2 separate regions of the Mus musculus genome follow, and region 1 is linked to region 2. Evidence: chromatin contacts called from public Hi-C data. All regions are on one chromosome and are shown on one strand. The core of a region is the stretch at or near the end of the contact, and the rest is flanking DNA. Distances in the headings are between cores, read along the strand shown.

What was found. A called contact is a pair of places that touch in the nucleus more often than the background predicts.
Region 1: a contact with region 2 is called in a Hi-C map of bone marrow-derived macrophages, with 22 read pairs. The contact joins two enhancer-like sites. A contact is called at or near these places in 5 of 39 promoter capture datasets (embryonic stem cells, liver, pre-B cells and 2 more), 1 of 15 datasets of contacts at CTCF or cohesin (large pre-B cells), 5 of 484 Hi-C or Micro-C datasets (bone marrow-derived macrophages, embryonic stem cells and olfactory sensory neurons) and 1 of 9 other capture datasets (embryonic stem cells).

Annotation. Positions count from the first base shown.
Region 1 is chr9:72,050,768-72,056,081 of GRCm38.p6, forward strand. The region is part of intron 3 of Tcf12 (transcription factor 12); the gene reads right to left. Among named protein-coding and RNA genes, the nearest start is that of Tcf12, 58 kb to the right of the region's middle. Within about 2 kb of position 2,609, at least 3 of the 459 cell types and tissues checked have an H3K27ac peak or open chromatin away from gene starts, as enhancers often do. A contact at or near this core is called in bone marrow-derived macrophages, where this site is marked.
Region 2 is chr9:71,830,857-71,836,415 of GRCm38.p6, forward strand. No RefSeq gene overlaps it. Among named protein-coding and RNA genes, the nearest start is that of Cgnl1, 62 kb to the left of the region's middle. Within about 2 kb of position 4,060, at least 26 of the 459 cell types and tissues checked have an H3K27ac peak or open chromatin away from gene starts, as enhancers often do. A contact at or near this core is called in bone marrow-derived macrophages, where this site is marked.

The DNA.
Region 1 (5,314 bases), core at 1,359-3,858, 220 kb after region 2:
GGAGTTTCTTTGATAATGCTGGCTGTATTTGTTATTCCTTTTTTAATCATACTTCTACAACTCAATTTTCTTCACCTAAAAAAAAGGAAAATTCTTTCACTGATTTAGACTACAGTGTTTCTGCTTTGAACATATTGTCTTTCTTTTATTTTTGGATTTATTCTGTCTTCTGTTTGCTTAGTTTCTTGAAATGAAAATAAGATTACTAGTTTGAGGCCTTTTTATAATTCTATTATCAGCACTAACTATAACCAATTTCCTTTCGATCTTGAATATACTGTGTAATTTCAGATGTGCTATATTAGTTGACAACATCTTTTAATTACCCATTAGCCTTAGTCTGTGACCAAATAGCTTATTTAGAAGTCTGCTGTTGAAACTACAAATACTTAGAAATTTTCCTATTGTCTTTCATTCCTTTTTGTTGTTGTTATTGTTGTCTTTCATTCCTAATTACTAGATTATTTCTATTATGATCTATTTAAGATTTATACTGAGAACAAATCTATGGTTTACCAAAAATATTCTATGCATACTTAGAATTTACATCCTGTTCATGTTGGGTGTCTAAGTTAGGGCTTTACTGCTGTAAACAGATACCATGCCCAAGGCAACTCTTATAAAGGACATTTAACTGGGGCTGGCTTACAGGTTCTGAAGTTCAGTTCATTATCTTCACGGTAGGAAGCATGATAGTGTCCAGGCAGGTGTGCTCTGAAAGAGCTAAGAGTTCTACATTTTGTCTCAAAATCAAACAGAAGAAAACTGGCATCTGGCAGCTAGGAGGAGGGTATCAAAGCCCACTCCCACAGTGTCACACTTCCTTCAACAAGGCCGTACCCCTCCAACATGGCCACACCTCCTGATAGTGCCACTTCCCTGGGCCAAGCATATTCAAACAAGCACACAGAGTAAAATATTCTACAGATGTTAAATAAGTCCAGCTGGTTAACAGTACTGTCCATGAGTTCTATAAACCTGATGGTCTGTGTCTCCTGGTTCTACCTGTCCCTAAGAAAAGTGTTCATATCAACAACCCCATTTCATTGTTTATTTCAACTTTAGGTGCTCTCAAATCTTGATTTGTACATTTTTAAATTCTGTTGTCTGTCAATATTTCCCTGCACTATGAGTATTTCAAGTCTACTTTGCTATTAATTGTCAATGTTTCATCTTTTCACTTTTAGCATCCCTATGTTACAATATTTGAAGTATGCCTCTAATAAATAGCATAGTAGGGACACCTGTGATGTATCCTTAAAAACTTTTTGTTGTTGTTGTTTTGTTTTGTTTTGTTTTCCTAGACAAAGTTTCACTGTGTAGCCCTGGCTGTCTTGGAACTCACTCCGTAGACCAGGCTGGCCTGGAACTCGGAAATCTGCCTGCCTCTGCCTCCCAAGTATTGGGATTAAAGGTTTGAGCCACCACTGCCCAGCTCTTAAAAACTCTTAATAGTGCACTTATGCCATTTAAAACTTACTGATATGTAAAAATTTATCCTTGGCATTTTATTCTTTTTTTTTTTTTTTTGCTTGCTTGTTTTCCCTACCTTGCCTTCTTCCAGGTTGAGCATTTCATCTTTATTTATATATTGTTGCCCTAACACCTTTTAGGTTTTTTTAATAGTGGCTCTATGATTAACTTTTCACAAATGGTCTTTAAATGTTACATAGAATAATGCATCCATTCACATTTTTGTTTACTACTGCTAAATATATTTTAAAGAGCTCATGAAAAAAAATGATCTATGACTGTGTTCCTCTTCACTCACTCCTAACATCCAAATCTCCTTTGAATATCATTTTCCCTTCTGGCTTAAGAACACACTTAGTTCTCTTTTAGAGCAGGTCTGCTGACCAATGAATACTGTTCTTCACTTGGATCATTACATCACCTTCTAAAAATCATCACACTTGTTCATATCTAAAAATCACTTCTCTGATTGTACATAGTGCTTGTCTTTGAGTATTCTAAACACTTCTTTAGCTTCTTTCTTCTCATTTCCATGGGTTCTGATGTGAAAGTCAAGGTAATTAGGGAAAGAGGGTATCAATTTTCTCTGGCTGTTTCCAACTTCCTGATTTTCCTTCTGTGTTACTTCCAGATATATGAAGATATGGCCTGGATTTCTTCAGAGTTGTTCTACTTTGGATTCTCTAAATTTGTATCTTTATGTTTTTCTCTAAATTTGTGAGGTTGTAAGCTCCCTAATTCTACAAGTACTTTCTCACTATGCAATTGTTTTCAAAATATCCAATATTTTATAGTCCCATAATTCCTCAAAACTGTTCAATTTTAACATGTATTCTCTACTGTTCAGATAGAAATTTTTCTACTGACTTACTTCAAGTTCTTCACATTCTGCTAGTGAGTTATTCTCTTAGTGCTTTTCATTTCTAATATCTCCATACCTTCCCTCATCTATTTCTCTACTCAGACCTTTCCATTCAATTCTAGAACATCCAAAACTGTCTGTCAGAACCGTGTACAACACCCGCTATAACGTCCATGTTTACTGTTTGCATCATGATGAAATCCAGTGAGGTGACAGCACTGCTTACATGTGCCCTCAGTAGTGCCTAATTTCTGAACTAGTCTCTTCTCACTTCTCCAAACAGAATGCTGGTGCTTTCATTCCCTAACTGGTCACATATGACACAGTATCTGCCTTGATCAAGTAGAAGAGGGGAAATGTGAGGGGGGAGAATGACTGTCACCTGCAGAGAAAAACTTCTTCCCATCCCTCACAGTCCTGGCTTCAGGCTACCATTGTAGCTTCTGATGACAATGCCATGAGAGAAAGGGGCACCAGGTCAGGGCTCTCAACTTAGAAGTTATCTCTACAGCTTTTTGATCACACCTAGCAGACTTCTTTCAATGTTTTCTGTCTAGGTTTCAGATGGTGCTTAAGTCCATGTGCAAGGATACTGTAAGAAAAAAAAAATGTTCACATACCAGTCAGATGGTACTTTGAATTCTAGTCTTCTCAATCTACCTGGTATTTATTTATTCTGTAGAGTCCTCAAATAGCTGTTTCATTCATTTTGTCCTGGGTTTAAAGATGTATTCAGTAGATGACAAAATAAGTACATGTGTCTAATAACTACTTAGAAGGAGTTAACGTCTAACTTTTCAGTTACTCAATTCTCATTGTCACATAGACTCAAGTATTCTTAAATGTAACCTAACATTAAGAAACAGTCTCCAGTTTCACAAAGAGCCAAGGTTCAAATGTAACTAACAGAAAGACAGGTATCAATCATACTATGAACAAAAATCAGATCATGTTTTGCTTAAGAAGGTTAAGGTTGTGTGATTACAGGTTGTTACTCCAAAGTCCTCAACATTCTATAAGATACTACAGAATGTCTCTCTTTTCATACTTCAGCCTTTGTAGAAATTATAGTGACACCAGGATAGCACATCATTGGGTATTTATTTTGATGGTTCTTTTACAGACAACTAAGAGTTATCATTCAGTAAAATGCCAAATAATTATAACTAGTAGACTCAGTTAAGAACACTAGTTACTCTTGCAAAGAAATAGGCTCTGGTTCCCAGCAGCCACATGGTATCTGTCTAACAAGCATTTTACTTCCAGTTCCAAGAAATCCAATGACCACTTCTGAACTATCCAGGCACCAGGCATGCACATACCACATATATACATACATGCAGCTAAAATATTCATACATATAAAATAAATGGATCTAAAACTTCTTGAAAACAAAATCATTAATGATTTATTTCAAAAAATAAAAGTTGTAAACTTTAATGTTGTTAACAACAAACACAAAGTCAGAAGCAGAAGACCTAAGGATCTAGCACTGTTAGAGGGTGATAGGCCCTGGGTCCCATTCCAATATAAAACTTAATGATGATGAGGAAGAAGAGGAAACAGGAAAGAAGATGGAAACAACGATAGTTAAAAGAATGACTTGGAAACAGGTTTAAAAACTAACATCATTTCAGAATAACAAAAATGGTTTAGCAGGTAAAGGCACTTGCTACTAAGTCTGACAACTTCAGTCCAATTGCTGGAATCCACATGGTAGAAGGGGAGAAGTCACTCGCTCCCCTCAGCTGTTCTCTAATCAGCACACACATACACCTTAGCAGACTCCAGCACACATGCACATGAATGAATGAATGAATGAATGAATGATGAAAACTTTGTTGTTGATGTTTTTTAATGACTTATTATTTAATGACTTATTTCATATGCATTGGTGTTTTGTCTGCATGTTTATCTGTGAGGGTGTTAGATCCCTAGGAACTGGAGTTACAGACAGTTGTGAGCTGCCATGTGGGTGCTGGAAATTGAACTCAGGACCTCTGGAAGAGCAGCCAGTGCTCTTAATCATTGAGCCATCCTCCTGGCCCCTGAAATGAAATACCTTAGTTAAGATGATTTCAAGAGAATCTAAATCCTACAATGTTTGTCACTATAACAAACTTTAAAATTCACTAACATCATAATTACTTTTCCTACACTGATTGTTAAGACAGCTAATTACTACCCAAGGAATTAAAAAGTAACTGTTTCTCTCTAAATAAAAAAGATACTATAGCATACTTATGTGTTTATATGAGATTTAACTTGGTAGCTCTAACAAAAGTATCTCAAAACTAGTAAAATTAGTAGCCACTTTTTATTTCTTTATAAACTGGTAAATGTTTTGGCAATAAAAACATTAACCTTAAGTATGTTTAAGATGTTTAGGTCATCATCATTTAAGCAGGAGGCACATCTGTCTCTATGTCCACTGTAAAACATGACTATGGCTCAGCAGCTAAGAGCACATGCTACTCTTGCAGAGGGGTCCAGTTTAGTTTCCAGCACTTACATAACACCTCACAACCATTAACTTGAATTCCTAGGGATCCAATGCCATCTTCTGACCTTAAAGGGCCCCAGCATGCACATGATATACATACAAACACTCAAGTACACAAATATATACATACAAAAATTATGTTTTTGAAAAAATGTTTTCCATTCTGCACAGATTCTTCCAGACTCACTTAATGGCTCAAAAAATAGCTAACCAAATTAAAAATCCAAACAGAGTGTGAAGACATTAAAACACATCAATTACTAGGATTGCACAGAAGTTAAGGCTACTAATTTAATCCTTCTGTGAAAGTTCACTTTTCAGTTTTTCCCTATGCCTATACCTAATGAACTACTTTTTCCTGTTAACCAGGATAATTAACTAACTATCATCTTTAGATGATACTAAAGAAAGAAGAAAGAAGGTCAGGGAATCAGGAAAGGATGGAGTAAGAGATTGTGGCAAATCCCTTTCTATTA
Region 2 (5,559 bases), core at 2,810-5,309:
CTCACACACACGCACAAGCACAAACACACGTGCACGCGCGCGCGTGCACACACACACACACACACACACACACACACACACACACACACACACACTAAATTCCAGTTTACAAAAAAGACAGGAGATACCCAGGCAGAAGTAGGAGAGCCGGGTCTGAGACATAGTTTCTGGCACTAAATCCTGCTGAGCAAACTTCTTGTATCACAAACATGGAGAGGCATCTCTCACAGGGCTAGCCAATCTACCTGAGTGCAGCTCCTTCCTGCCCCCATTCCTGACTTCTCTCCTGTCCCCACTTCTGTAACCAGCAGCCTTTGTGGCTGTGTGTCATGAGGTGCCAGCCAACCATCACGGTTCACTGATTTGTGCCGTGTAGTTTGAACACTCTTTTCAGTACATGGACATGTTGGTTTCTATCTTTCCTTCCAATTCACTTCAGCCTTAAACCCAGCCACCTCGGCCTGTGACTGTATATAGACACAGGGTTCTCCCCACCACCTCAGTGTAGGGGTTCTACAGTGACTAACCAGCCTTCCAAAGGCAGAGCTGCAGTGGCTGCAGCCGTGAGGGCTACTACCCAGTCTCTACCCCACAGTGACTGTCCCTGTATTCCACATGGAATCAAATCTGTAACTTTCATGAACACCAAGTACATCTATTTTTTGAGATATGAAGCCTAAACCATAGGTTTGTTCTCAGACCATTGTAAACCATATACTTTTTTATGTTATTACTAAAGAAAAATACAGGATCCTGATCAGTGTCATGTCCCAGAGATCCTTCCTGAGCAGCTGCAAGGGAGCACAGGGCTGTGTTAGAATTTCCCTGGGCCCCAGGTCCCTTTCCCTATTATCGTATTTAGAGTTCCATTTTATGAGGGTTAGTTTAAAGGTATATTAATATTACATATTAAAACACAATTTCCACCCCCAATTTGTTTTTCTTCCTTCTGATTTTAAAGAAAGGATGGCAGTGTGGTATCTGAATTACGTTGTGGGCCTGGGCACTATGTCCTGAGGCCTCCTTGCGCAAGTTTTACCCCCCAGTTTGCCTATGAATGGGGCAGCTAAGGTCAAGGCCTGCAGTTTCGGACAGCAGGGGGCGCCCCGGAGCTGCGGGCCGACCCTGGGAGAAAGGGCCAAGTGAGAAGGCGAAGGCAGATACCCTGGTGGCAACAGTCTGGGCTTCTGAGATCTGCTGGAGACACTAGGCAGCATCCAACACGAGACTTAGGTCTAGAAGGAACCTGCCTAGGAAGAAGTCGCACCGGGAAAACAGATCCGAAGCAAAGATTCGTCCCATCCTGGCCCAGCTGTGGAAAGCACCCTCTCGCCTTGCATGGACAGGAACTGCTGCTTCATGCCCCAGGACTCCAAGGCTCCGCCCCTCCCATGACTAGGGACCTGCATAGCCTACACTAGGGTCTTGATCTAAAACCAAACGTCAGAAAAGAAAGGATCTCACAGATCTTTGCCCCTGCCTTCCAGCAGGGTCTAGCAGCCCACTCGGTGGTCTTGTTTTTAATTAAAACAAACCTGGCCCTTTGAGCAGCTTAGGACAACCCCCAGATGAGAACCATCAGGGCAGATGGACCAGAGAAACAAAAGAGCCAGTGCGTAGGAAGCCCAGGGCAAAGACCAGCGGGACAAATATTGCCTACTAAATACACACTCGGGAAAGTCTCTAACAGTGCCGGCTTTTGATAAGTGCGGGGCGGCTCAGCTTTGAGAAAAGCGTAGCAACGTCAGCTGGAGGGGGAACAGAGAAGTTCCGACAGAGGCTCCCCTCCTAAGGCCTGAATCTACCTCTTTACAATTTACATGGGTGAGACCTGAAGCCCAGAGAAGTTAAGGCTCGTGCTCAGGATCTTATAGCAAGTAGCAAAACACAAACACCCCAAACCCGAGTCTGGAATTCAAACTGGACTCCTCACCAGTCCAGAGGTCTCTGCGGCTTTGCATGCCTTTCTGTGAGAACCTTTGATGGGCTCCGGCCTTGGGTCTGCAGAGCTTCCTTCTCTCCCTGAGGGCCATAGGGAGGAACCTGAACCTACAGGCACCGGGCTGGCCCACACTGAGCCCCTCTCAGCGACCTGAGGTTGTCCCTGGACACAGAAACACAAGTATTAATAACTGTGCATCACGTGGGACAGAGTTTAATAAATGGCTCATGCCAAGAGTTCAGACCTCTCAAGGGGTTTTCTGGTGGCCTGGATTCTGACGTTAGCCTTCACTGGGTGGCTTCTATCTCATCCATCACCCCCATTTCATAGATGAGAAACTTACAGATTTTCCAGTTACTGGTGTGAGTGCTCTCACCTGGAACAACTGCTGTTTAGTTCCCTTGCCCAGTGTGGACTGAGTAAAGGTACTCTGTCGCCGAGGGAGGGCAGGATAGCCAGATCCGACCCTTCACTTGTGGAGCAGGTTGTACCAGGCTGTAGTGGCAGGTCACCTCTCTTTCATTCATACTCACAGCCCATGAGACACCAGCCCAGGAGCCCAGGCTGACCTGGAATTCACTTGTAACTGAGGATGATCTTGAATTTCTGATGGCTCTACCCCTTCCTCTTTTTTTAAAAAAATCTTTTTAAATAAAGATTTATTATTTATTTTATGTATCTGAGTACACCATTGCTCTCTTCAGACACACCAGAAGAAGGGCATCAGCTCCCATTACAGATGGTTGTGAGTCACCATGTGGTTGCTGGGAATTGAACTCAGGACCTCTGGGAGAACAGTCAGTGCTCTTAACGACTGAGCCATCTCTCCAGCCCCCTACCCCTCCCTCTTGAGTGATGAAATTATGGGTGCATACCATCACCCCTGGTTTTATGTGGCACTGGGGATGGAAGCCAGGGTTTCTGTTTTGCTAGACAAGCACTCTACCAACTGAACTCTTGACATTCATTCATTTTAATAGTAGTTTTTGGTTGCTGTATTGAGCATAGGCAACGAGGAAGAGGGTGGTTAAAGCCAGCTTAGCAAAGCAATGTGATCAAATGTTGGGCTGGATGTTTCTGGGGCATATTATGGGATGGTGATGGCTGTAGAGTAATAGTAGATTGCTTTCCCATAAGGTAGGTAGGCTTTAGCTGAACAGTTTATTGCCTGGATAGAACAAAACCTGACCCTCCTCCTGCCAGCAAGATGGAAGTCTATAAGTCTACATGATGGGCCTTAGGGTTGAATGCATCGAGCTATGCCTGTCCTTCAGGTCGCCAACATTGCTCATGAAGACTTTGCACTTGTCAACCCCCAAGTCTGCAATAGTCAGTTCTTTGAAGTAAGTCTGTGCATTACAGACTTTTGCTTTTGTCTGGTGGCTGTGTGAGAGAGGGCAAAAAGGAATGGGAAGAGGGGGTTTCCCTGTTCAGGCTGCAGGTGACAGTGAGATGGTCAGATGTATCACTATTTATTTTCATAGTTAATACTGATGTAATATTTTTATTTCATCTACCGTGTGCTCGATTTCCCTATGCAAAGCTAGTCCAGGCTAGCCCCATCTGAAGTTCCTTCTGCCTCAGCCTCCTTGGTGCTGCTTCCATGCTTGGTTTCTTTTTCTAGGATCGTTTACCAGGAAATAAATACTAAGGCTCATGTTACCTATAACCACTTCAAAGTATAGGTATGAGAAGTAAGAACCACTGCATTTAAGTGAATCTCTAATGTCAACCTGTGTTCAAACAGACTAGCCTGGGCTTCAGGCTCTGGCCCTGGCTGCATCGGAGGATGCTAGGCCAGTCAGAGCTCTGGGGCAGGTCCCTGAATCATCTGTCTTAGTTCTTGAGCCTACAAGAACCCATCCACATGATTCTCTTGATTCCTTGTCTGCAACTACCTTCCATCCAGAACTACCTGACCCATGTGTTGAGGGACTGCCATCTCCAATAACAATGTTTTCTTTGGATTACATTGTGTGTGTATGCATGTGTGTGTGCATGTTTCATTGTCATACATGTGGTGATTAGAGGACAACTTGTGGAAGTTGGTTCTCTCCTCCCACTATGGCGATCTGGGCGTAGAACTTACACCATTAGGCTTGGTGGTAAGGGCTTTGGTTTCATTTCCTTTTTACAAGCAAAGCAGGTTGCACTCAGATCCACTCACTGACTTGCTTGGTCACCAGTGGATAATCAGAACTCCCTCGTTTTTGCTAAGTCGGCTTCCTCTTCCTTGTGGGGTCCACCTGAAGAAGGGGACAGCCCACACTCTGCATCTCTGCTGCAAAAAGTGAGGGATGAATCCCAAGTGGGTCTCTGGCTTGGTGGCGAATGCTATTTTTTAGAAGTGGCTTTAGAGAGTGATAGCTTTATGGCAGAAGTTTTAGGAAGCGTGTTAAGTGATTTGGAGCAAGTTTTATTGGGGGGCTTCAAAGCAGTCTGTGCCCTGCAGAGAGCAGAGGGTCCCTTCCCCCACAGGAGGCCTAGGCCTGGCTCGTCCCCATTGTATCAGCCTTCCTTTGATGTTGGAAGAGCCAATCCATCTCTTTCATGGAACTACAAAGGCGCCTTCTAATTGCTTTGTTTAGACAGCCTCTTTTCCAAATATTAAACATTTGGCCTTCCCAGGCCCCCAAGCTCCTAACATCATCTAGGTCCTTGTAGAAAGCACTCTCCCACATGCTGTGGTCTGGCAGCCTTTCTGCCTCCCTGGGCAGATCTGGACATGTCATCCCATGGTCTTCCCACAAGACTGTAGCTCTCTGGATGATGCATCCCTTCCTCTGAAGAAGGTTGGAGGTTTAGGGGGGTGCTGACCTTGTCCTCAACCTCAACCTTGGAGAGCCCAGGGAGAACTCTGGGTGCCTGCCATCTCTTTGTCCTGAGTGACAGTAGTACAGCTCTGGCTGGGTCACCTGCTAGCCTTAGGATCACAACAGGCTCTCTTCCTTCTGTTGTCACATTAATCCTGGGACAGATCCCCACTGAGTGGGAGAAATCAACTCTTGGGTCCCATCTATGGCGAGTGATATCCCCCACTGAGGCCTCTCTTCTTGACCTGTGGCCCTTTCCAGACTGATATCTCTATGCAAGTTGTATAATCCTCAGTGTCCCATGTCCTGCTGTCCCCATGGTATATGCTGGTTTCAGAGACTCTGCAGTCTGCGCTGCTCCCCACTGTTTAGAGCTGTCTCCTCACAGGCGTATTTGTCTGGCTGAGTAGAGACCAGTGTCTCATCCCCTGAAGTACGAAGTCAGGAAAGAATGCAGAGTCCTTTCCTGTTTAAGTACTTCCACCATTCACTGTGAAGAAAATCTCACACATTTTCTGAAGTCATGATAATGACTCCCACCCAGCTTAACAAGGGACAATACCCAGTCCAGTTTCATTTGCATCTCTCCTACATTTCCATCATCCCTAACACCACCCCATACATGAGTTCCACACTTCCTACCACGAGGTCTTCAGACTCTTCAGTCCATACCTGTACAAGACCAGACTTGTAGCTAAACAAGCTCTCCCCCATGACATCTTACAATTTCTGAACGCTTCAAGCGTCCACCAGGTCAGGGTCCACACTGCCCCAGTGGTTGTTTGGATCAAGTGTCCACAGAGA